Linked DNA regions of Sus scrofa: regions 1 and 2 are each linked to region 3. Evidence: chromatin contacts called from public Hi-C and promoter capture Hi-C data. All regions are on one chromosome and are shown on one strand. The core of a region is the stretch at or near the end of the contact, and the rest is flanking DNA. Distances in the headings are between cores, read along the strand shown. Region 1 overlaps MTMR12 (myotubularin-related protein 12). Region 2 holds the start of LOC110257335 (Golgi phosphoprotein 3). Region 3 holds the start of SUB1 (activated RNA polymerase II transcriptional coactivator p15).

The links. Promoter capture Hi-C pulls out the DNA fragments that hold promoters and counts their contacts. Hi-C and Micro-C count contacts between places; a contact is called where the count stands out from the background.
Region 1: a Hi-C map of omental adipose tissue shows a contact between it and region 3, with 2.3 times the contacts expected there. The contact joins the enhancer-like site here to the promoter of SUB1 in region 3. A contact is called at or near these places in 2 of 5 promoter capture datasets (fetal liver and liver) and 11 of 47 Hi-C or Micro-C datasets (embryonic fibroblasts, epiblast stem cells, fetal heart ventricle and 8 more).
Region 2: a contact with region 3 is called in a promoter capture Hi-C map of fetal liver, with 3 times the contacts expected there. The contact joins the promoter of LOC110257335 here to the promoter of SUB1 in region 3. A contact is called at or near these places in 1 of 5 promoter capture datasets (fetal liver) and 2 of 2 datasets of contacts at active chromatin or transcription factors (alveolar macrophages and skeletal muscle).

Annotation. Positions count from the first base shown.
Region 1 is chr16:18,469,834-18,473,748 of Sscrofa11.1, reverse strand. It overlaps MTMR12 (myotubularin-related protein 12), which reads left to right. Exons shown (of 17, transcript XM_021077144.1): 13 at 830-900; 14 at 3,743-3,915. Among named protein-coding and RNA genes, the nearest start is that of MTMR12, 66 kb to the left of the region's middle. Within about 2 kb of position 1,803, at least 6 of the 83 cell types and tissues checked have an H3K27ac peak or open chromatin away from gene starts, as enhancers often do. A contact at or near this core is called in omental adipose tissue, where this site is marked.
Region 2 is chr16:18,414,023-18,418,012 of Sscrofa11.1, reverse strand. It overlaps LOC110257335 (Golgi phosphoprotein 3), which reads left to right and starts at 1,517. Exons shown (of 4, transcript XM_021077099.1): 1 at 1,517-2,308. The coding sequence starts at 2,084.
Region 3 is chr16:18,756,824-18,761,188 of Sscrofa11.1, reverse strand. SUB1 (activated RNA polymerase II transcriptional coactivator p15) reads right to left here and starts at 2,303. Exons shown (of 5, transcript XM_021076608.1): 1 at 2,175-2,303.

The DNA of each region.
Region 1 (3,915 bases), core at 554-3,053, 290 kb after region 3:
CAAAAATGACAAGGGGAGAGGAGGGGAGAGGATGGCTCCAACCCCAGGACACATGTGAGGAAAGGGAAGACCTCTCCCTTCTACCACGCTCGGCGGCGTTGTCTCTTAGCTCTGCCTGGGAGTTTGGGCAAGGGAACCTCAGGCCTCCAAACGCTTGTTAACAGATAGGTTTTGAGGAGCCTGCTGCATGTCCCGTGATTTGAATATATAATCACATTGTGATAAATGCTGTAAACAAAGGAACCTTTCTGTGTACATGGTGGCTAGAGAAGGCAAGGGTCTCTAACCAGAGGAAGAGCCGTGGGGGAGAGAGCAAGGGTATGAAGCCCGAGTAATTAGTACAGAAGGCAGAGCTGCTGGCAGTGGCAACAGTCTCTAAGGGCATAGTGTGTCTAGAGAGAAACAAAGGGATTTCTGGGCATGCTGGGCCTCTCCAGCCACATCAACACATTCGGCCAATGACCTTGAATTAAGCATGATGGACGTGCAGCACAGCCTGCAGGTGTGGGCTTGAGGGCTCTTACTGGGACTCACCGACACACTCAGCTGTGAATTTGCAGTAAGAATTTCTAGTTTAGGGATCACCTAGGAACATTTTTATGTCAGTTTTGGAATTCTAAAGAATTTAAGTTTCTGATAAGCAGATGAGTGTCTTGCAGTATCTGAATAGTGTAAATGATAATTTGTTTCTTTTCTGAAGGAGTTTTAGCACGAAACAGTGCGATAAGAAAATGAAGATCAAGTCAGACACCTCTCAATAAATTTCTTAGTGTGTATGATATCAAGCTCAAGACCTAATCTCCCCTTTTCTTGTCTCTCTCCTATTTAGACGCTGCCTGAAAAAAGCAATAGAGATTATAGAATGTCTAGAAGCACAAAACATGAACATTCTTCTTCTAGGTAATATATTTACAGCACAAAGAGTGGTCTCCTTTTTTCTTTACTTGGGATTTATTTATATATGGGGCTTTATGTAATTGGAATTCTCTTAAAAAAAAGGGTGAGCTGGTGTAGAAATCCTTCCCATTCTTTTTACCCTGACCTTAGAATCCTTTGCTTTGGATTTCAGTGTTGGAGTTTAAAAATGAATTCTTTCACTTGGAACTTGGCAGACCTATTTGTAGCCCAAGAAGGAATTGTTTGCTATCTTTTCCAAAGCTCACATTTCCTAATGTTTTGAGGTTTTTTGTTTTATATTAACTCAGTTAAAGTTAAAATCTTTGGATGATCTTTTTGTATGAAGAGACCCATGGATGGTTTAATTGTTACTTTTGCATCTTTGTGTCTGACAGTTTTGTATAGTTGCCATAGAGACTTTGTGGTCCCCGATTTCCTTTTCTTTTGTGGGCTTAACTTGCCGTGCATGCAGACAGGACATACACATTCGGCATGTGAAAAAGCAGAGCGTAAACCTTAGGCGATGAGGATTGTTGCTGGAATTGGTTAGATTTGAGCTGAAGTAGTATGTTTGCTGTTTTGAATATTTAAAGTTTCTTCTACCGCATGCTTAAGTAGACTGTCTCATGCTTTCATACCCTTGAGCTTTTAGCATTTTCCTGACACTTTCCATGACTGCTGGGATTTGACTTCTGTGGGCAGACTGGAAAAGTGTGTGCCTGGGGCTTCTTGTACCCTCTGATGCTGGCTCACTGACTTAAATTTGAATACATTCACAGAGCACCTCCCATGTACAGAGCTGTGTGCTTCTGCCTTCTAGAAATTTACCAGCCTATGAAGAGAGCAAGCCTAAGGTTGTTATTGAAGAAGTCCTACCTTACAGTGGCAGAACAGAGTACTGAGTAACTGTGAAAAGGAGGAATAAAGACTGGGGGCTGAGAGATGGAAATACCCAGGGCCCACCTGCACCAGTGCCAGAGTTGCATAAAATGAAATGGGAGGAGTTCCCTTGTGGCTCAGTGGGTTGAGGATCCAGGTGTTGTCACTGTAGCAGCTTGGGTCACTGCTGTGGCCACATTTGATCCCTGGCCCGGGAACTTCCACATGCCCTGGGTGCAGCCAGGAAAGAAAAGACACTACAATAAAACCCAATTAATGGGAATCTCTGGCGGACGAGGCTGAGCTGTCACTTGATCCTTAGTGGATTGCTGGGTTATGTCTCCTCTGAAATCTCGTTCTTCCTGAGACCCACAGATGTACAGTTAACACCCTTCACACAGAAGAAGGAAGATCCTCTGAAAAAAATGAAACTTGTTTCAAAAGGTGATAGCACTAGGAAGACACATAAAAATCTGTTTCTCCTAAAGCCGCGTGTTCCCACAGTTTGACCTTGTTTCCTGGAAGAGAAACAGGAGAACAAGTGTTCACTCTGGGGTCACAATGAAGCTTTAAGAGTGGAAACACTTCCCTGCTTAGAATTCTCTCTGAAGCTTCTCTAACTCCTGCCGGCACTATCGTCCTCATGGACATTTTAAAGTAGCAACTGGAGAAGTTTCCTGTCGTGGCTCAGTGGTGAACAAATCCGACCAGGAACCATGAGGTTGTGGGTTCGATTCCTGGCCTTGCTCCGTGGGTTAAGGATCCAGTGTTGCCGTGAGCTGTGGTGTAGGTTGCAGATGCGGCTCGGATCCTGTGTTCCTATGCTCTGGTGTAGGTCGGTGGCTACAGCTCCAATTAGACCCCTAACCTGGGAACTCCCATATGCCGCAGGAGTGGCCCTAGAAAAGGCAAAAAGACCAAAAAAATAAAATAGCAACTGGAGTTGCACTTATTTTTGTAAAGTAGAAACCACAGGGGTGTAGACATTGATTTTTCAGGACCTTAAAACTCTAAGACAAATGCATGGGTATAGACATGTTTTTATTTACTGTAGGTCATGGCTGGCGAGCCAGGGTGTGAGCAGAATTTTCATCATGTGGGTTTTGTACCGTGCACTCCAGGGGTGGACGTGTGGCTCACACTTGCTGTGGAGAGCCTCCTCTAGGCTAGGCAGGGGGAAGCAGGCCCTTCTCTGCTCTCAGATAGAACGGAAAGAGTCTTGGAGGGAGAATCAGAGGCATCCTAGTGCAGTCAGAAATACAACACTTCCTTGGAGTTCCCATCATGGCACAGTGGAAATGAACGCAGGTTTGATCCCTGGCCTCACTCAGTGGGTTAAGGATCTGGCGGTTGCCGTGAGCCATGGTGTAGGTCACAGACGCTGCTTGGATCTGGTGTGGCTGTGGCTGTGGCGTAGGCCAGCAGCTATAGCCCTGATTTGACCCCTAGCCTGGGAATGTGTCGTGAATGCGGCCCTAAAAAAAAAAAAGAAATATTACACTTTCTCTGAAGCAAGAGGTAGCAGAGGGAAGGCGCCTGAGAAGCAGCTGAGCCTTGGAACAGTGAATTCAGTGATGGGAACTCGGACACACTAGCTGGAAGGGTTTTGAGTTGTCTGTGGAGCCCAGCAAGCCACCACGTTGTGTGTGATTCTGCCCTCATCAAGTGGCACATCTGGACCCCGCCTGCTGACAGTGGGTCTGTTGCGCTGTGTTTAATTATCAGTAACAAGCCCATCTTAAGTGCCATTGTGCGCTGGGACCTATGCCAGCCAGGCTAGAAGCAGTTTGTCTCTCAGTCTGAAAGCATTACCTTTTTTCCCCCACTGGTTCTGCCCTTTTGAGAATTGGAGCTTGACGGGAACAGACATTGGTTTGGGGCCGTGCTGTTACCTGTGCCTCTGCAGCTATTTAACTCTTGGTACCCTTCTTCCTCTCTGCGCTGCCACTGGGCACCGCCTCCCCAGAGGAGAACGCCTCCGACCTCTGCTGCCTCGTCTCCTCTCTGGTGCAAGTGATGATGGACCCTCACTGCAGGACCAGGTTTGGTTTCCAGAGTCTTGTCCAGAAGGAGTGGATCATGGGTGGGCACTGCTTCCTGGATCGCTGCAACCACCTGCGTCAGAGTGACAAGGAGGAG
Region 2 (3,990 bases), core at 268-2,767, 340 kb after region 3:
GGAACCATGAGGTTGCGGGTTCGGTCCCTGCCCTTGCTCAGTGGGTTCACGATCCGGCGTTGCCGTGAGCTGTGGTGTAGGTTGCAGACGCGGCTCGGATCCCACGTTGCTGTGGCTCTGGCGTAGGCCGGTGGCTACAGCTCCGATTCAACCCCTAGCCTGGGAACCTCCATATGCCGCGGGAGCGGCCCAAGAAATAGCAACAACAACAACAATAAAAAAAGACAAAAAAGACAAAAAGACAAAAAAAAAAAAAAAAAAGAGTTGAACAGGATTGTGAATGAGAGAAATTGGTTGAAGTGAAACTGACCTTTGCTCTAAATGATAGGAGAAAGGGATAGTTGACTTTGTGGTCACCCTCCTCCTCACTCCAGAAGATTTAGTTTCTCATTTTCCAAGGCATGGGGTGGCAGTGATGGTGAATAGCCACAAGATTTGTGGGTAATGGGTCTGTGGAAGGGGGAGAACTTTTTTTTTTTTTTGGTCTTTCTGCCTTTTCTAGGGCCGCTCCCGCAGCACATGGAGGTTCCCAGGCTAGGGGTCTAATCGGAGATGTAGCCTAGGCCAGAGCCATAGCAACGCCAGATCCCCAACCCACTGAGCAAGGCCAGGGATTGAACCCACAACCTCATGGTTCCTAGTCGGATTCGTTAACCACTGCGCCACGACGGGAACTCCCGGGAAGAACTTTGTGTTCAGAACGTTCTATGGGACGATTTTACTGTGGGCGTTTATCACTTACTACAGCCCTGTTAGGACAACGCATTCCTCATTTCCAAATCTTTCTGTAGCCACAGCCTGTGGTCACTATTGATTTTAAATAATATCGGATGGCATACAATGCCATTTCTGGATAATGTTTTGCTTAGAAGTTCTACTTTTCTGGATCTCCATCCTCCCCCCGCCACCCCTCAGGTTTGACGCTATTCTTTAACATAAATTGCACAAACTAACATGCATGCCAAGAGGATTTAACCCACTGATTAAATTGAAGGAGATTTAATGTGTACAAAGACGTGGCATGAAACCCAACGGGTTTATTGTTTCTATAAAAGGTTCGTTAAAGTTGACTGACTGACGTGTGCAGTACTAACTGTACTTACTGCTCCCTGGTCCCGGAGGGAGGAAGAGTTTTACAAAGAAAACTATTCAGTTCTTTCTAACCTCTCTTTCCATACCGTCACACACCCAGAAAACACTAAAGTCCACTTTCAAGCCATTTAAAAGCAATTGTTCCTCCTGAAGTCTGGGAACGCGGGCAGAGGACGCACCCTGCCCTCACCCCATCAGCGCTGAGCAAAGTCCTCCGAGTGTCTCCTGGGGACCCCGGATTCCAAGACGGGTCCCTTCAGCCCTATCCGAGGGCGACTCCGAGGTCGGTGGTGTCCGAGGTGCTAAGAGCACAGCTCGAGGCTAAACAGGGTTCACGCTCGCTAGGCCACGGGGGTGGCCCCTATTCGCGGGGGCCTGGCCAATCTCTGGCTCCAGCCCGGGCTCCTCGACCCGCACAGGGGAAGGCGGGCGGAGGGCGGACACGTCACGGGAGGGGGGCCGCGGGCCGAGCGCGGAACGAACCGCCAAGGAAAGGGCGAGCGCCGGGGAAGACCCGGGGACCGGGGAAGGGGTCGACGTCCACAAGCTCCCACTCCCACCCCTGCCCGGGGCCGCCAGGTCCTCGCCGGCCGCTTCCGGCGCCCTCCGAGCCCCTCCCGCGCCGGCCGTGCCACATCCTCCAGTGACGTCAGCCAGCGCCGCCATATTGGAAAGGCGCCGCCGCTGCCGCCGCCGCTTCCTCCTCCAGCGCTGCTTCTTCCTTCACCGCCTCCGCCACCGAGCTCCGGCTGCCAGGGGGTCTGCGGCAGCAGTAAGAAAGCAACCCCTCGCTCGCCCCGCCGACGCCCAGCCCGCCCGCTTCGCCGCGGCCCGTATCCCCATGACTGCCTCCTGTCCCGCTGCCCGCGGACGTCGCCCCAGCGCCCGGGTTTAACACGGAAGCGCGGGTCGGGGGCTGCGGAGGGAGGAGGAGGGAGACCCGGCCGGTCCCGCGTCTCTCTCGGCCCGGCGTGGCGCCTCAGCCGGAGCCATGACCTCGCTGACCCAGCGCAGTTCCGGGCTGGTGCAGCGGCGCACCGAGGCCTCCCGCAACGCCGCCGACAAGGAGAGGGCGGCGGGCGGCGGCGGCGGCAACGGCGAGGACGACGCGCAGAGCCGCCGCGACGAGCAGGACGACGACGACAAGGGCGACTCCAAGGAAACGCGGCTGACCCTGATGGAGGAGGTGCTCCTGCTGGGCCTCAAGGACCGAGAGGTGCGGCCCCGGCGGGCAGGGCGGGGGCGGCCGGCGCGGGGCTCGGGCGCCAGGCGGGAGCCCGGCCACTGGTTCCGCGCGTCTGCCCTCCGAGCTCCTGAGCTCCGCGCTCGGGAGCGCCCAGCCGGCCCGGTGCTTCCAGATCCTCCCCGCACAGATTGTTTGGATTTCCCTTTCTCCTTTCACAGTCACTCCTTAAATTTTGACTCCCCGACAGTCTCTTTCTTCCTCGCTTTTTTTCCCAGCGTGTCTAACCCGTATAGACCCCAGGGTACAATTCCCACCTGGAGACTGCGGGTTAGAGTGAAACACATGGAACCACCAGCGCCCCGAACTCATGGTTCTGCAGGTTTTAGGACCTGGGAGGGATCCACGAATCTGCCTTCTGGGGGATTTAAAAAACAAACAAAAAACAAACCCAACAGCTTAAGGTGTACCTTTTGGAATTTTGGGAAATTACGGTGAGATGGTAATGGAGGCAAAAGTTGTTTTGCTGATAAAGTTAGAAGTCCAACAAAATTCTCGTGAAGCCTCCTGGAAATTGACCTTCTAGGTAACTTGCTTTGGGTGAGAGATTATTTTAAGTATTGCTTTTACGTTTTATTGCTTGACTGTGTTCAAAAAAGTGTTTACATTCTCAAGGAAGGACTTTTTCGTGGGGGTGCTTGAATTGCTAGGTTTGTTATTTGATGAAAGGCCTGAAAGTTTCAGTAGATAACTTGTGTTCAGATTTTGAAATGATTATTTTCACCCCAGTATCTTGTGAGAATGTTCACACATACAGAAGTTAAGAAAACACTGCAGTGGGCACCTATATACTCATCTCCTAGGTTCTGTAATCATTATTTTATTATATTTGTTTTATCATATGTATATGTCTCCAAAAATTATAGACTTGCAGAGGGTGGACAGGTCAATGGATATTGTATAAATTAGCTATGGTGGGGAGGGTTCTAGAAACTTGTTTTATCTCCATATGGAAACTACAGACAGCACATTTTAGAATCAGATACAAAAATATCTAAGTTTTTAAAAAATTTTAATAATATTTTCCCAATTCATAGAGGTGGGCAAGAAAAAATTAGTTCTTATTAAAGCAACTTAGTCTTATTTCACCAAGATTTATCAGATATAGGTGAGTTTTATATGGATTATTCGTGGACTCCTGATATTTGGTAATCTCATGAATTAAAACTTACCTTGATGGAAATGGCAGTATTTCCAGAGTATTTGCAGTATCCAGTTTTCCATTTTGCTCAGGTTTTACTGATGATCACTTGGAAAAAGGTTGACGTCCCTTGGCTATTAAAGGGCCTGGTATCTGTTTTTGAATTATTGAGTTATGATGAAAGCAGCTTATATGTGAAATATCTTTTCGTTCTTTGGAAAAACGAACTAGATGTACATTGACCAATGTGACTTTTAGAAAGTACTCAACTTGGTTTTTTTTAGGCTTCACACCTTAAAACTGTGGTTCTAAACATTTTTCTTTAAGGCTTTATCTTTTTCCTTTGAGACAAAAGTAACATTGTAGAAAATACCCCCAGGAGTTCCCTCTGTGGCTCAGCAGAAAGGAAACCGACTAGTATCCGTGAGGATCCGGGTTTGATCCCTAGCCCCTCTCAGTGGGTTGGGACTCCAGTAGTGGGTTGGGGATCCAACGCTGCTGCAAGCTGTGTTGT
Region 3 (4,365 bases), core at 1,054-3,553:
ATCAAAAGAGCAAGTACTGATTCAGAGTTGTACATAATTCACAGTTCATTACATTTTATACTGACTTTCTACTCTGGAGTATGACTAAAATTTGAAGACTCTGCTAATCAGAGGGGCAAAACCTTGCCTCAAATTCCTACTATGACCCTAGTTCCCAAGGCCCCCCAGACAGAGGTACATAAATCAGTGCCTTGCTTTCACATGCCTGAGAGCAAGGCACAGTCTTCTTCCTTTATGTTTCCCAAATTTCAAGCAATTCCAAGGCTTGCTGTACCTCTTTCCAAAGCACTATTACAAAAGTGGTAAAATGCTGGAGTTCCCGTCATGGCTCAGTGGTTAACGAATCCTACTAGGAACCATGAGGTTTTGGGTTCGATCCCTGGTCTTGCTCAGTGGGCTAAGGATCCGGCGTTGCCGTGAGCTGAGGTGTGGGTCGTAGACGCAGCTCGGATCCCTCCATGCTGTGCTCTTGCCTAGGCCGTAGGCCGGTGGCTACAGCTCTGATTACACCCCAGACCTGGGAACCTCCATATGCCGCGGGAGTGACTCAAGAACAGGCAAAAAGACCAAAAAAAAAAAAAAAAAAGTGGTAAAATGCTTACTTTCAAAACGAGTATCTTTTGTTCTCTCCATCTCTGAAAAGCCTGAGTCTTATTAATTTTTGTGTGCCATAAAGGGCCCAATGTACACAACACATACTGTAAATGGTTGCTGGATGAAAGATCACAAATAACGCAGCTCTCGACTAAACTTGCATTTGCACTGGCACTGAATGTGCCGCACAATAGGAGGTCAAGGTAAAAGAAATGGGCCATCCCCGGCCAGCACTAAATTCAAGAAGCTCAAACTATGCCCAACTCAGCCTTACTGCTTTTAACTGGCAATTTCTTGATGACAGGAGGAGTAAATTCAGAAGGGAGCAGCAACATTCATAAAACCACGTTGTATACATGAGTCCTGTTAGTGCCCCACTTTACAACCTAATCTCCAAAATCAATCTTGTTGTTTTTTATGCTAGTTGCGATTAATGCCCAAGAAACATTTTTTAAGGTAATTAAATTGAACATAATCTATATTTCACTTTAAAACGGTCAAGCATAACTATACCATCTGTTCGTTAAAGGTACCTGGGGGCCTAAGACCATTTCAAAGAACCACCTCGTGTCTAACCCAAGTCAGTCCATCCGACACGAAGAGAAGGCAATGGTAACTAAAGCCAGCCTCTTTGAACTTCTAACAAAATACATTTTAATTTTTACTGAATAAGCCTTTACTGTTCGAGGTAAAAAAGGGGGCGGGGCAGGCTCCTCCTGAAGGCAAAAATGATACGAAAAGCGCCGGTATAGAACATACACAAAACACAACCTAAAAATCAATCTTCTATCTTTGATGAAGGCATGGGGGAGGGAGCATTAGAAAAGACGAGGTGAAAATAAACTAGGACCAAAGGACAGACGAATTCGGTACAACACGAGGGTGATAAACACTAAAACGGAGAAGGGGGGGTCTCACAAGACCAAGAACCTCGGGACAGGCAACGACTTGGGCGAGGGGAGGCAGGTTGGTCGGAGGGGGCGTGGGAAGCAGCGAAATGCGGAGGAGACGGTGTGGGAAGAGGAGGGACTTGCACCAAGCGCCATTTTCTTCTCTCGAAGCGCTCGCTACCCCCCAGCAAACCAGCCGTCCCCTGCCACCCCAGTCTCTACTGCCGCCCCCTGGGTTCTCCTCCGCCCTGGCCCACTCTCCCTCACCCCTGGAGGGCCCCCCCAATCCTGGGGGCAGGGGTGGGGGCACCAGAGAGGCCTAGGGCAAGCGCAGGCCCCGCACGCGCCCCCGCCCGAGCCCAGGCCGCCGCATTGTCCCGGGGGCGCCCCGGCCCCCTCCCCGCGGCTCCTCGCCCCGGCCCGGCCGTGTCCAGCCGCCCCAGGCCGCTGTCCCCGGGTGCCACCTCCAGGCGCCGAGGGGCCTGCACCGCGTGAGGCGCGGGGTCGGGTACAGAAGAGAGGGTCAGGGGAGGCGGAGGAGGAGAAGCTGGAGATCGGGCACCGCCGCCATTTCCCGCTGCCGTCGCGGACGAGAGGGAACGAGGGGAGGTAGTAAGCGGTTGGGCTGAGGGGGTGGGGGTCGGCCAGGTCGGGGTTTCGAAGGAGGAGGACCGGGACCCGAGTACTCACGCTCCGCTCGGGTAGGCGAACCACCTCCTGCTGGCTCGCTTGCTCTCGACTGACAGAGAACCGGAACTGACGGCAGCTAAGAGTCTCCGGCCCCGCCCCGCTGGGACCGCGGACACGTGATGGGGCGTGGCCTCCCCGCGGAAACCAACACCGAGACCCTTTCCAGGGCTTTAAAGGGACCTCCCCTGGTCCTGAACCGATGCCGTTAAAAGTGAGATGCAGCCAAGACTGGATCAGACCTGTGAGGGAACGAGGGAATGAATAAAACAAGAATGACAAGCACCGAGCTTTGCATTTGTTTAATAAATGTTTTCTTGTATTAAAATGAAATGTCCATACATGACCCTGGCTGGTAAAATTCAAAGGGAAGAAGCCAAACTCACAGCATTTAATTCCAGAAAGTGGGGAAAGGAAAAAAAAAAAAAAAACTTTGCAGACCTCTTCGGTCACATACACATCCTTAATACCTAAACTGAATCCTGGAGGTGTATGGTAGTTCACAGAAGGCAAGAGAAATCCATACTACAAGCAGGAACACGGCCAATAGATTATTTGAATGAATATTTAATGAATGCCTACTATGGCCAAGAATATATATATATATATAAGCCAAGAATAAATATAAGCTCATATATGTACATGTATGTACATATATTTATTCTACACACATTTATCAAACACCTATGTTCCAGACACTGCAATGAGGCACTTAAATATTACTTATCCTAACAAGCACTTTCCAAAGTATGAATGATTATTCTCTCCATTTTGTAGATGAGGACATCAAGGATCAACAAGATGAAAGACATCTGCTGTAGGCTGTACAGGGAGTGTGTCATGACTCAAACCCTGCACTGCTGGAGTCACACTGGACGGACTGAGGAAGACTGAAAAAGCTCGAGCCCATTCCCAATCATGCAGTGTCAGGCTAGATGACCATTTTTAAAAAGAAAAAAAAAAAGTGTAGAATTCCTTTTATATGATGTTCCTACAAAGGCAAGAATAATACATGGGGATCTAGGTTAGGTTACCTTTCGGGAGTATCGCTTGGAGTGAGAGTGAAGGAACCTGCTGGAATGCTGAATATATCTTGGTCTGAGTGGTGGTTAGATTTTCACCTAATATCTGTGCGTTTTACAATACATAAAGATACATTTCGATGAGAAAATTGAAAAAGTCAAAAAGAAAAATGAGAAAATTGAACTGTTAAAAATATGAAATTGGAGTTCCCGTCATGGCTCAGTGATTAACGAATCCAACTAGGAACCATGAGGTTGCCAGTTCCATCCCTGGCCTCGCCCAGTAAGTAAAGGATCCAGCGTTGCTCTGAGCTGTGGTGTAGGTCGCAGAGGCAGCTCGGATCCCAAGTTGCTGTGGCTCTGGCGTAGTAGGCCAGCGGCTACAGCTCCGATTAGACCCTGGCCTGGGAGCCTCCACATGCTTCGGGTACAGCCCTAAAAAAGCAGAAAGACAAAAAAAAAAAAGAAAAAAAGAAAAGTAACTTACTCATTAACCACTGTTTCAGCGTTTGCCAGCCCAGAGTTTACACACCCAAAGATAGTTTGGAAAGGACCCCCACAAACTATGGCTAAGCTGACCAAAGTTCCCTTTGGGGCCAGTGGTGCCCTGAGGCTCTGTAGGGGGTGTCTGATTGGAATAAGCTCATATAGTGGAATAACTAGAGGATCACCTGGCAGCCTGGGCTCTGGGAGCCACGAATTCAGTTCTCTTTCAAAATCTGGATGCTAGTGGAGAAAGGACAGAGTTCAGGGTACTGGCTGGAGTCACTTAACACACAACCTCCCCTCCCTCTCATTTGAGATGGAAAGAGCTACAGTTCTCTTTACTTACATGGAGGAAACTGAGCAAAGGTCCTTTCCCGGTTTATTCACTCATTTAGTTAACATGTATTCAACACCACTACTGTATGCCAGCACTGCTCTAAGTGGTGGGAATTTAGGAAAGAATGAAACTGATAGGGTCACTCTAAACTCATAGAGCAGACAATAAGCAAGAAAAGTATTAAATAGAGATGGCAATCCAGATAAGTGCTATAAAAAATAAAAGAGGAGTTCCGATTGTGGCACAGCAGAAACAAATGTGAATAGTATCCATGAGGATGCAGCTTCCATCCCTGGTCTCGCTCAGTGGCTTAAAGATCTGACATTGCTGTGTGCTGTGATATAGGAGA